Linked DNA regions of Hordeum vulgare: region 1 is linked to region 2. The links are chromatin contacts, called in public Hi-C maps. All regions are on one chromosome and are shown on one strand. The core of a region is the stretch at or near the end of the contact, and the rest is flanking DNA. Distances in the headings are between cores, read along the strand shown. Region 1 has its middle 18 kb from the start of TRNAS-CGA. Region 2 overlaps LOC123445140 (UDP-glucuronate:xylan alpha-glucuronosyltransferase 1-like).

What was found. A called contact is a pair of places that touch in the nucleus more often than the background predicts.
Region 1: a contact with region 2 is called in a Hi-C map of seedling, with 2.2 times the contacts expected there. The contact joins two enhancer-like sites. A contact is called at or near these places in 3 of 6 Hi-C or Micro-C datasets (leaf and seedling).

The regions. Positions count from the first base shown.
Region 1 is chr3H:565,310,174-565,314,284 of MorexV3_pseudomolecules_assembly, forward strand. No RefSeq gene overlaps it. Among protein-coding and RNA genes, the nearest start is that of TRNAS-CGA, 18 kb to the right of the region's middle. Within about 2 kb of position 2,463, at least 1 of the 3 cell types and tissues checked has open chromatin away from gene starts, as enhancers often do. A contact at or near this core is called in seedling, where this site is marked.
Region 2 is chr3H:565,017,458-565,021,988 of MorexV3_pseudomolecules_assembly, forward strand. LOC123445140 (UDP-glucuronate:xylan alpha-glucuronosyltransferase 1-like) reads right to left here. Exons shown (of 5, transcript XM_045122081.1): 5 at 4,044-4,531. Among protein-coding and RNA genes, the nearest start is that of LOC123445140, 7.6 kb to the right of the region's middle. Within about 2 kb of position 3,249, at least 3 of the 3 cell types and tissues checked have open chromatin away from gene starts, as enhancers often do. A contact at or near this core is called in seedling, where this site is marked.

The sequences.
Region 1 (4,111 bases), core at 1,213-3,712, 290 kb after region 2:
AACTTTTTTAACATTTAAAAAAATATTTTTTACGTACAGGAGCAAATGCTTCCGGAAACCAAATTGGATTTCCCACGCATGACGACTTCTCTACCGTCTGCTACAATTAAGTTGTTTGCTTAGCTTCAGTAAGAAAGAGGCGATGACGGTGGCACACTTTCGGCTCGCTCGAGTGTTTATATTCGTCGCTCGATGGTCTACGAACATGAATGTAAGTTTTGTTACTTCTCGTGTTCTTTGTAATGTCATGATGTTTGATAAATAGATCAAAAAATTTCATCCAAAAATAAATAAACATACGTCTGCGGGGAAAATATTCATGTCCTCTGCACCCTTACAAACAGAAAAAATGCGTCCTCACATTTTCCCATTGCGTGTATTTTAAAGGACTTTCATTCGTGTATTCGAAAATGCAAAACCATAACCAAAATCGAAATTTCATGCTACGGCTGCCGGTTCATCCATTAATAAAAATGGTCCATCTGCTGTGGGTTAGCCAGGGGATGTCAGCGTTCCTTCTTTACAGCTGCAACAGAAGCCCCTGGAGCTACCTCTGTACAGCCCCTGCCTAAGCGAGCATCGGAAGAAGAGTTCCACTCAAGCGTTTAGGCATCTGATACGCCAACTATTCTTATCCCTGACACAGAGCGCCGCGGTGACTGTAACAATACCTGCACCCTGCAAGCAGCTGTGAACCCTAATTAACTGATCGTAAATGCTACTCGTACGGCATGAACAGGCGCTCTGCGGTCTAGCCCAGTGGTCTAGCCTATCGCCCGATAGACGTCCAGATGTACGTCCGAGCGGCAAGCTTCGTGGATCGCCGGCATGCAAGATGCGCATGCCATTGCGACGGTCGAATCATGGTTGAAATTTCGTTTCTCTCTCGCTCTGACGGTGTGGCCTGAGAAGAAACGGCGGCGAAAACCGGGACGAAGATACCTGCATGGTGGCAAGATATCTGCGCAGAGCCTTGGCGCTACGAGTAATGGGAAAGTTTAGTCGCTCCCTGGATTTGCAGAGCGAGTGAAGCCATGCATGTCCTTTTTTACGTAGAGCCTTGGTTTCTTTCTCCAACTTTCTAGTGCTTGTCCTCCTGTGCATGTCCTCGGTCTCCTCTAGAATGGTTAATGCGTCCACGGACGGCTACGTGCACGGCGTGTACAATTCTGCTGCGGCTGCATGCTGCGCTCCAGAAGCTCGTACGAGTTGGTGGTTCTCTCATCCTTCAATTCGGTACGTACGTGCAGGCAGGGACGGTTCTCCTATCCTATACTGTACAGCGGCGTTGGTGTTGAACTGTTGAGTGTAAAAACTACTACCACATGTATGCATTTCGGTCAAGCTCGACCGCAGTCTGTTGCGTGGGTATATATATTTCAGTTCTTCACGTGGAACATTCAGAAAATCTTGTTAGCTGTGCGAATGAACATTCGGAAATTCAGTGCTCCTTTGCTCAAATTTTAAATACTAAGAGCATTTACAGCCGAAACTTGCAAATTCGGTCCCTCAAACACCCACAAACACGCTAAATCAAAGCCGGACATCTTTCTTATTTGTCCGTCCACGCAGCCATATTTTTTATTTTCTTTCTTATATGTCTTGTCACTTGCATGTAATTGATAAAGACGAAGAGGGATAAAAAAAAGAATGAATAAAAAGAGATAAATGTGGTCCGGGATAGGGTCGTGTCATATGTGATGGACTGACCGGACGCGCCCTGTCGCGTACGCGAGCCCTCATACCCTTTTTATATTTAAGATGGATATGAGGGTTCACGAACAGCCGGACATACAGGGACGATATATGGGTCAGGATGAATTATTTTTTTTCTTCTCTCTCTTGTCTGATCAGACAGGGCGTGGGGAAGGCTCTAGATGCTCTAACAACGATATTTGTGTGCAATGCAGGTTTGCTGATATTTTGTACATGCCACGAGCCCTTCGTTCGAAAAATAACCATCTCTACTAGGCGGTTGACTTGTACACCAGTCGAGGTGAAAGTTCAGCATCTCTTCAAGGGTTGACTTGAATCCAGTTGCCTGTCGTGGAGGTGTAAATTTGTTTCACTCGCACACGGCGTGCCGGAAAGCTACCACCGCGGATTCCCAAATCCGTGCGAGACAGCAGAATAAATATACTTTCCACTCCTCGCGTACGGCTAGCTGCATGCGAAATCCAGTATTTGCCGTGTTCTCGGGGGCGGCAGCTCGACAGGATTTGTAGGTGCACATTACTACCGGTAGAAAATACTGCAGCTGCCAAATCAACGAGACAGCGGCGACCTTTCAGTGGCGGCCATCATTGCGTTTCTAGCAGCGGCGAAAGTTAGTCGCGTCGACGAGTAAATTTTTTCTCTGAAAGAGAAGGAGGTGCAGGTTTTGTCCAGTCAAAAAAGGGAAGGAGACGATGGTTGCGTCTATCCCACCCCCGCCAAGCGCTGCTTGCCTTGTGCCTGCTTGTGCTGTGCACGGCGGTGCTTCACGGAAGGGGGAGGCCGTGTTTGATGGGACCTCCTATATGCCGTGTAAGAGCATCTACAGTAGGAACTGGACAGATCTGACTCCATATAAGCCCGTGGATGCGTCGGATACAGCTGCGGACACATTCAAATGGTTCTTTATATTTCGTTTCGTTTCGTGCATCCACATATTTTATATCCATATAAAACCATACACGTTGATCATCTGATACAAATTATCCGAATTCAATATTTTTAAATAAAAGCAAATGATGTCATAGTTTTATCAAACAGACATGCCAAAATAAAATCAGTGTCCGACCAACAAGTGTTGTCAGACCACTGGCCGGATGAGTTTGTTCATGTCCACCTGCATCCGGGCTGCTTCCTCCGCCTGCATCATCACAAGGATTACCGCTTGGATCTGGGCTGCCTCCACAACCTGCATCCTGGCCGCCTACTCCGCTGCCACGGTTTTAGCCGCCCTGGCTGCCTCCAACACTCTACGTCCGTTGATCTTCTTCTTCGTGTCCACAAGCCATCTTTGGCATGTTCATCCAAAGTGGATTCATTCGAGAGCATGATTTTTGCATCCTCCTCGTCGCGTGAGAGTTGCAACCTCTCCTTCTCGAGCTCAGTGTCTTTAAATGTCTTGGCCTTCTAGAGTTCCCATTTGATCGCCCCTCTTGCTTCTCCAACTCGATCTCCTCCCTCTCAATTTCAAGCCGTCTTTGTGCCCTCGTCCGATCCCACTCCATCCTCTTCTTTTGCGCATCCAACATAAGCTTGTACCTCTCCTCTTTCTTTCTCTCCCTTGCCGAAAAATGTCGTCCATGTGGTCGGCATTTTTGTGGCAGTGGCGTCATGGGAGATCCTTGCCTTCTCCCACTTAATTCCCATGAGTAGCCGGTTATCATGTGGCACGGTAGCTTTTCCTTTGTTGACGACAATGTCATCGTCATCATCGTCCAACCCAATGGGTTGGTGGGAGCTTGAGCCATCATTCCTCTTCTTTCCGTCCTTGAGGTCGGTCACCACTTGTTGTCACTTTGGCTTGCCATCCGATAAGACCCAACAATGGCTAAAAGCAAATGGCCTCTTCTCGGTCTTGTGATACAAAGTGGCTGCCACCGCCACCTAGCATACAACATAAGTATGAGCACAAGAATAAAAACACATCAACATATTGAAATGACAATAAGATGAGGCAATCGAGCTTACATGAGTTGCCACTCCCATCCCACTTTGAGACCGTTTGGTAATTTACGAGTAGTAAGCGATGTACTTGTTCACTTCTCCTTGAATGACCCCCCATCAATGTTGGAGAGATGCCACATTACGGGTGCTCACGCTAGGATGTAACTCCACATACAACTTCCGTTCATGATAGTCCTTTCAAATCTTCTTCCAATATGTGCTCCTCTTTTGCTCGGTACCACTTATTCTATCCATTGTTGTGTTTAATCAAGATTTGACCAACAAGATGTCCGCATATCTTCACAAATCAAGCCCTCTTACCTTCATCGTCTTGCCCTTCTTCTTCTTCTTGGTAGGATTGGGATTGGATGTTGTCCCAATCACAAATGCGCCTGTCTCCTCCATTTCATATTCCGCATGGGCCAGACCTTCATTCTCATTGATCATACTTGCC
Region 2 (4,531 bases), core at 1,999-4,498:
CCATCTGTACCCAATAACCCGACATGTCGGACACCGGCTAGATTGGTTGCGGCCGCGTTAGGCGAATTCTACGTCAGTGGACAACCCAGTCGATGAATCCTCGACGAAAGGTTGGCGGCAGTCTTGTACCTCACTAAAGAGACCCAAAGACTCATCACTTTCGTCCTCCTCTTGCCTGAAAGCATGCATCATTTAATTGAATTCTTGTTTCCTTGGTGTGAATGCATCCATGGCGTAGATAAGAAAGGCCAATGGTGGTGTTTTTTTATGCTGGAAACGAAGGATGGTAAAGAAGGATAGCATAACCAACGATCTGATTGCATACAGAAGATTCTTTCCTAACTACGACGATCTGATTGCATGCAGAAGATTTTTTTTCTTTTTCAATTGGCCAAGATTTTAGCTTATGAGATGTTAGCTTTCCATACGTGTCTGGTGGAGGGGTAAACGTGGAATTATCTTAGACTAGACTATATACACCTTACATTCTGGAATTTTAGTAAAAAAATACACTTTAGATAAAGGAACGGAGGAAGTATTTGGTATGCATGACACAAGGATGTGTATGAGGCCATATTTCAAAGTCCACAACAAACGACGTTCTTCATTGATAACTTCGTATGAGAACTGGGACAAGCTGCGAGTGGCGACCGGAACTGAAGCCCATGCAGTGGTGGAATCGTGGCTCCCTTCTCTAACTGGAACGGTCAAAATCAATGTCAATGGAGCTACCGCGTGGTTCCATCATGATGGCGTTGCAATGGCTATTTGCCGAAACCATACATGCCTATACCTTGATCTCAACGGTGGTATTCGAGGGAACTAATGATCCCTTATCTGGAAGACTTATGCATGCGGGGAAGCTCTATCTCTAGGAGAGGACTTGGATGTGCATAATATATTTGTTGCCTCATCACGTGAGGAAGTGGTGAATGACATCATCAGGAGGAAAGGAGGTCCTAATGCAACGATAGTGCATGAGATCAAACACCGTTGCAATAGTTTTTTTCTAGTTCTTTTACTCTTGAGTCTAGGATTTTTAATTTAGACGTTAATAATGTCGCCAAGTTTGCTTGTAATTTAAGTGTGGGTAGGCATGTGTGATTAGATATTCCCCATAACACAAACATTGTATCTATGACATTTGTTTTGAATGAATAAAACAAACAAGTTTCTTAAAGAAAATCTAAACAAAAAGATGCGGATATCTCCAGCACGTTTGGACTCGGGATTTCCGGACCAAACGAACCGTTTGATACAAGGGTTCCCCCTTATGAAAGCATTTGTTCGGGAGGAAAGGATTGAAATCATGAACGCCCTCCCCGTTCCCTTACAGGGCCTTTTTCATGTAAAATGAAAAGAAAAAAAGCCCAATAGGGAAACATAAGAAGAAGCCCATATGTTTTTCTTTTTTCTGTAACAAATAGAAAAGACTAGTTTATGTTGTACTACGAAGGAAAGGGAAACGTTTCGGGTTGGAGCGTCGGCCAAACGTTCCGTTGGTCATGTGTGATTCGTGCGATCTCATCTGATCTGGCGGTCTGATTCTCTCGCATGGTGCGGCGCATGGCCGAGGGGGGCCACTAATGCTCGCCCCTGCGCTCCTGTCGGCCCCCCGTCGACCGCCCGCATCGCTGGTTTCCGCCCCTGTCGGTCGCTCGCATCGCTGGTTCGAGCCTCCGTTCGTCGTCCTCGTCACCTGTCGCCATGGTTGGATCCGCGCATATACAAGTGTTGCAACCGTCATGTAAACAGCTTCAAACACTGTTGAAAAACGCTTCAATCATAGACAGAAAAAGCTTCAATCAACTCTGCCCAGCAAGGAAAGCTGCAACCGTAGTTGCATTTTGCTACTACTGGCTAACTTTTTTGCTACATCCATCAAGGTGGACCTACGGCCTAGAGACGGATGCGACGAATTTTTGCTGCAACCGTAATTGCACTTTGCTACTACCGACGAACTTTTTTGCTACATCCATCAAGGCGGTATTGCGACCTCGCGACAACGAGGATGATGATTATTGTTGCAATTATAGTTGGATTTTGCTAGTACCGTTGAACTTTTTTGCTACATCCAGTCAACAACGTTGAATTGCTGATGTCGCCGCCGACGCAATTCCGTTTAGGGACTAACGAGCATCAATGGCGAGGGGCGGCGGCGGAGCTACAACCGGACGTGCAGTTGTTGCACAGGTTGAGACGACGAGGACGATAACCGACGAGGATGGGGACCGATGACGAGGAGGGCCGAAGAGGATGTGGAGCGGCGACGAGGACAACCAGCAAGGTGGGGACTAGCGATGAGGACGGCCTTCAGAGGAGATCGGAGGCGCGACGACGAGGACCCCGAGCGGGAGCTGCGGAATCCAATCCGAGGAAGACAAAGCCGAGGAGATTTTTCTGTGCCCACATTCAATGATCACACGGACTCGCATCCAACGGGTGTGGCGCGACCGACGAGGACCCCGAGCGGGAGCTGCGGAATCCAATCTGAGGAAGACAAAGCCGAGGAGATTTTTCTGTGCCCGCATTCAATGATCACACGGACTCGCATCCAACGGGTGTGGCGCGACCGACGAGGACCTCGAGCGGGAGCTGCGAAATCCAATCCGAGGAAGACAAAGCCGAGGAGATTTTTGTGTGCCCACATTCAATGGTCACACGGACTCGCATCCAACGGGTGTGGCGCGACCGACGAGGACCCCGAGCGGGAGCTGCGGAATCCAACCCGAGGAAGACGAAGCCGAGGAGATTTTTCTGTGCCCACATTCGATGGTCACACGGACTCGCATCCAACGGGTGTGGCGCGACCGACGAGGACCCCAAGCAGGAGCTGCGGAATCCAATCCGAGGAAGACAAAGCCCACGAGATTTTTGTGTGCCCACATTCAGTGATCACACGGACCTGCATCCAACGGGTGTGGCGCGAGCGACGAGGACCCCAGGCGGGAGCTGCGGAATCCAATCCGAGGAAGACGAAGCCGAGGAGATTTTTAGGTGCCCACATTCAATGGTCACACGGACTCGCATCCAACGGATGTGGCGCGACCGACCGAAACCTTTACAGCCTGCGAACCGACGCAGATCGCTGTAAATAAAAATCATCAACTTTAGAAGCAGGAAAATGCCCCATGCGTGACGGTGGAAGCGTCGGCGCCCGTGAGGCCGTGACGCGGCAGAAGGGAAGGGCACCGACGACAGCTTGCATCGCCGACCACGCAGGCCCTCCTCGCCCACCTTGTTTCTCTCCCCGGTCAAACCTCAAAAGCCGGCACCCTCGCTGACAAGGTGTACGACGCACGGACGCGTGTACTTGCTCCGTGCGGCAAGCACTGTGCCGTGGTCTCGCCGGCCAAGCCGCTTGGTTCGGGCGCCGAGCCGGTCCGTGGCATCTGGCATGGCATGCGTTCCCCGACAAAGGAGCCGGGAAGATGGCCACACAGAGAACCCCGTTCGTTGTCACAGCAGTAGTGGTAGTGCTACTAACATGCATCCCTTTTTCTTTCCGCGGGGAGAGACACTGGCTTAGCATTCAGCTACAGCGTGTTCAGATCTGGAAGCAATTTAAAACAAACCTACTCCCGATCCTGGGCAAGCAGTACAAAGTGCTTGTTAGTAGTACAGCCTAGTCCTCCTCGTGCTTTCTAGGCGCACGCTGTCGGAAAAGCGAGCACGCTGAGCGGCTTCAACAAAGATCTCGCTCGCTAGCTCGCAGCTGCCTGCAATGCAAGGAACCCAACGGAGCACCACGAAATAATGGATCCTCGCAATGATGGGGGCGATGTCCCTCTCCCTCCTATCCCATGCAATCGGCAGGAGCAGCTCACCCAACTTCCTTCTCCATGCGTGCGCCCCATGTGTTGTGTGCCCTCCCAGCAGCACGCCATTTCAACGCTCACCTCACCTCAACGTACACACACATGCAACGCAACCCAAAGGCAAGTGCACCTGATGCAAAACAACAACACAAGCAAACGATTTCAGATGACGCACACACAGGGAACAACAACTCCCCGTACGCCGCGAACCGAATCGCCGAGCAGTTGAACCAACCCGAATTCCATTACATCATCATCATGTTCATGTCCATCATCCATGGTGCCAAAAAGGAGAAACGGCGGCGTCCGCCGGTCAGCAAAATATGAACCTTGCATCACCCCAGACCAACGCCGCCGGAACCAACAGTTCGACAACCACCATACATTACATTACATTACAAAAGCTAACTACTGCTGCACCAACGCAGAGCCATAGACAAGTCTTGCCCAAGAAAATTTACCTACACGCGACGAATTATTATCCATCCATCCATCAACCAAAAAATCGTTAGCCGTCGCGGTTGGAGCGGCAGCAGCAGCAGCAACGAGAGCGCGACCCCAAGGCATTGGCAGCAAACAAAATGTATAGCTGTTGAGGAAAGCCCTAGGAGCAGCATGGCTACCTTTACAAGCTGTTGCTATTGTGTATGTATCAAGGAGAGACTGGGAGTCTGCTGTATCTTCTGGTATGCTAAAATTTCTCGGGGAGGATA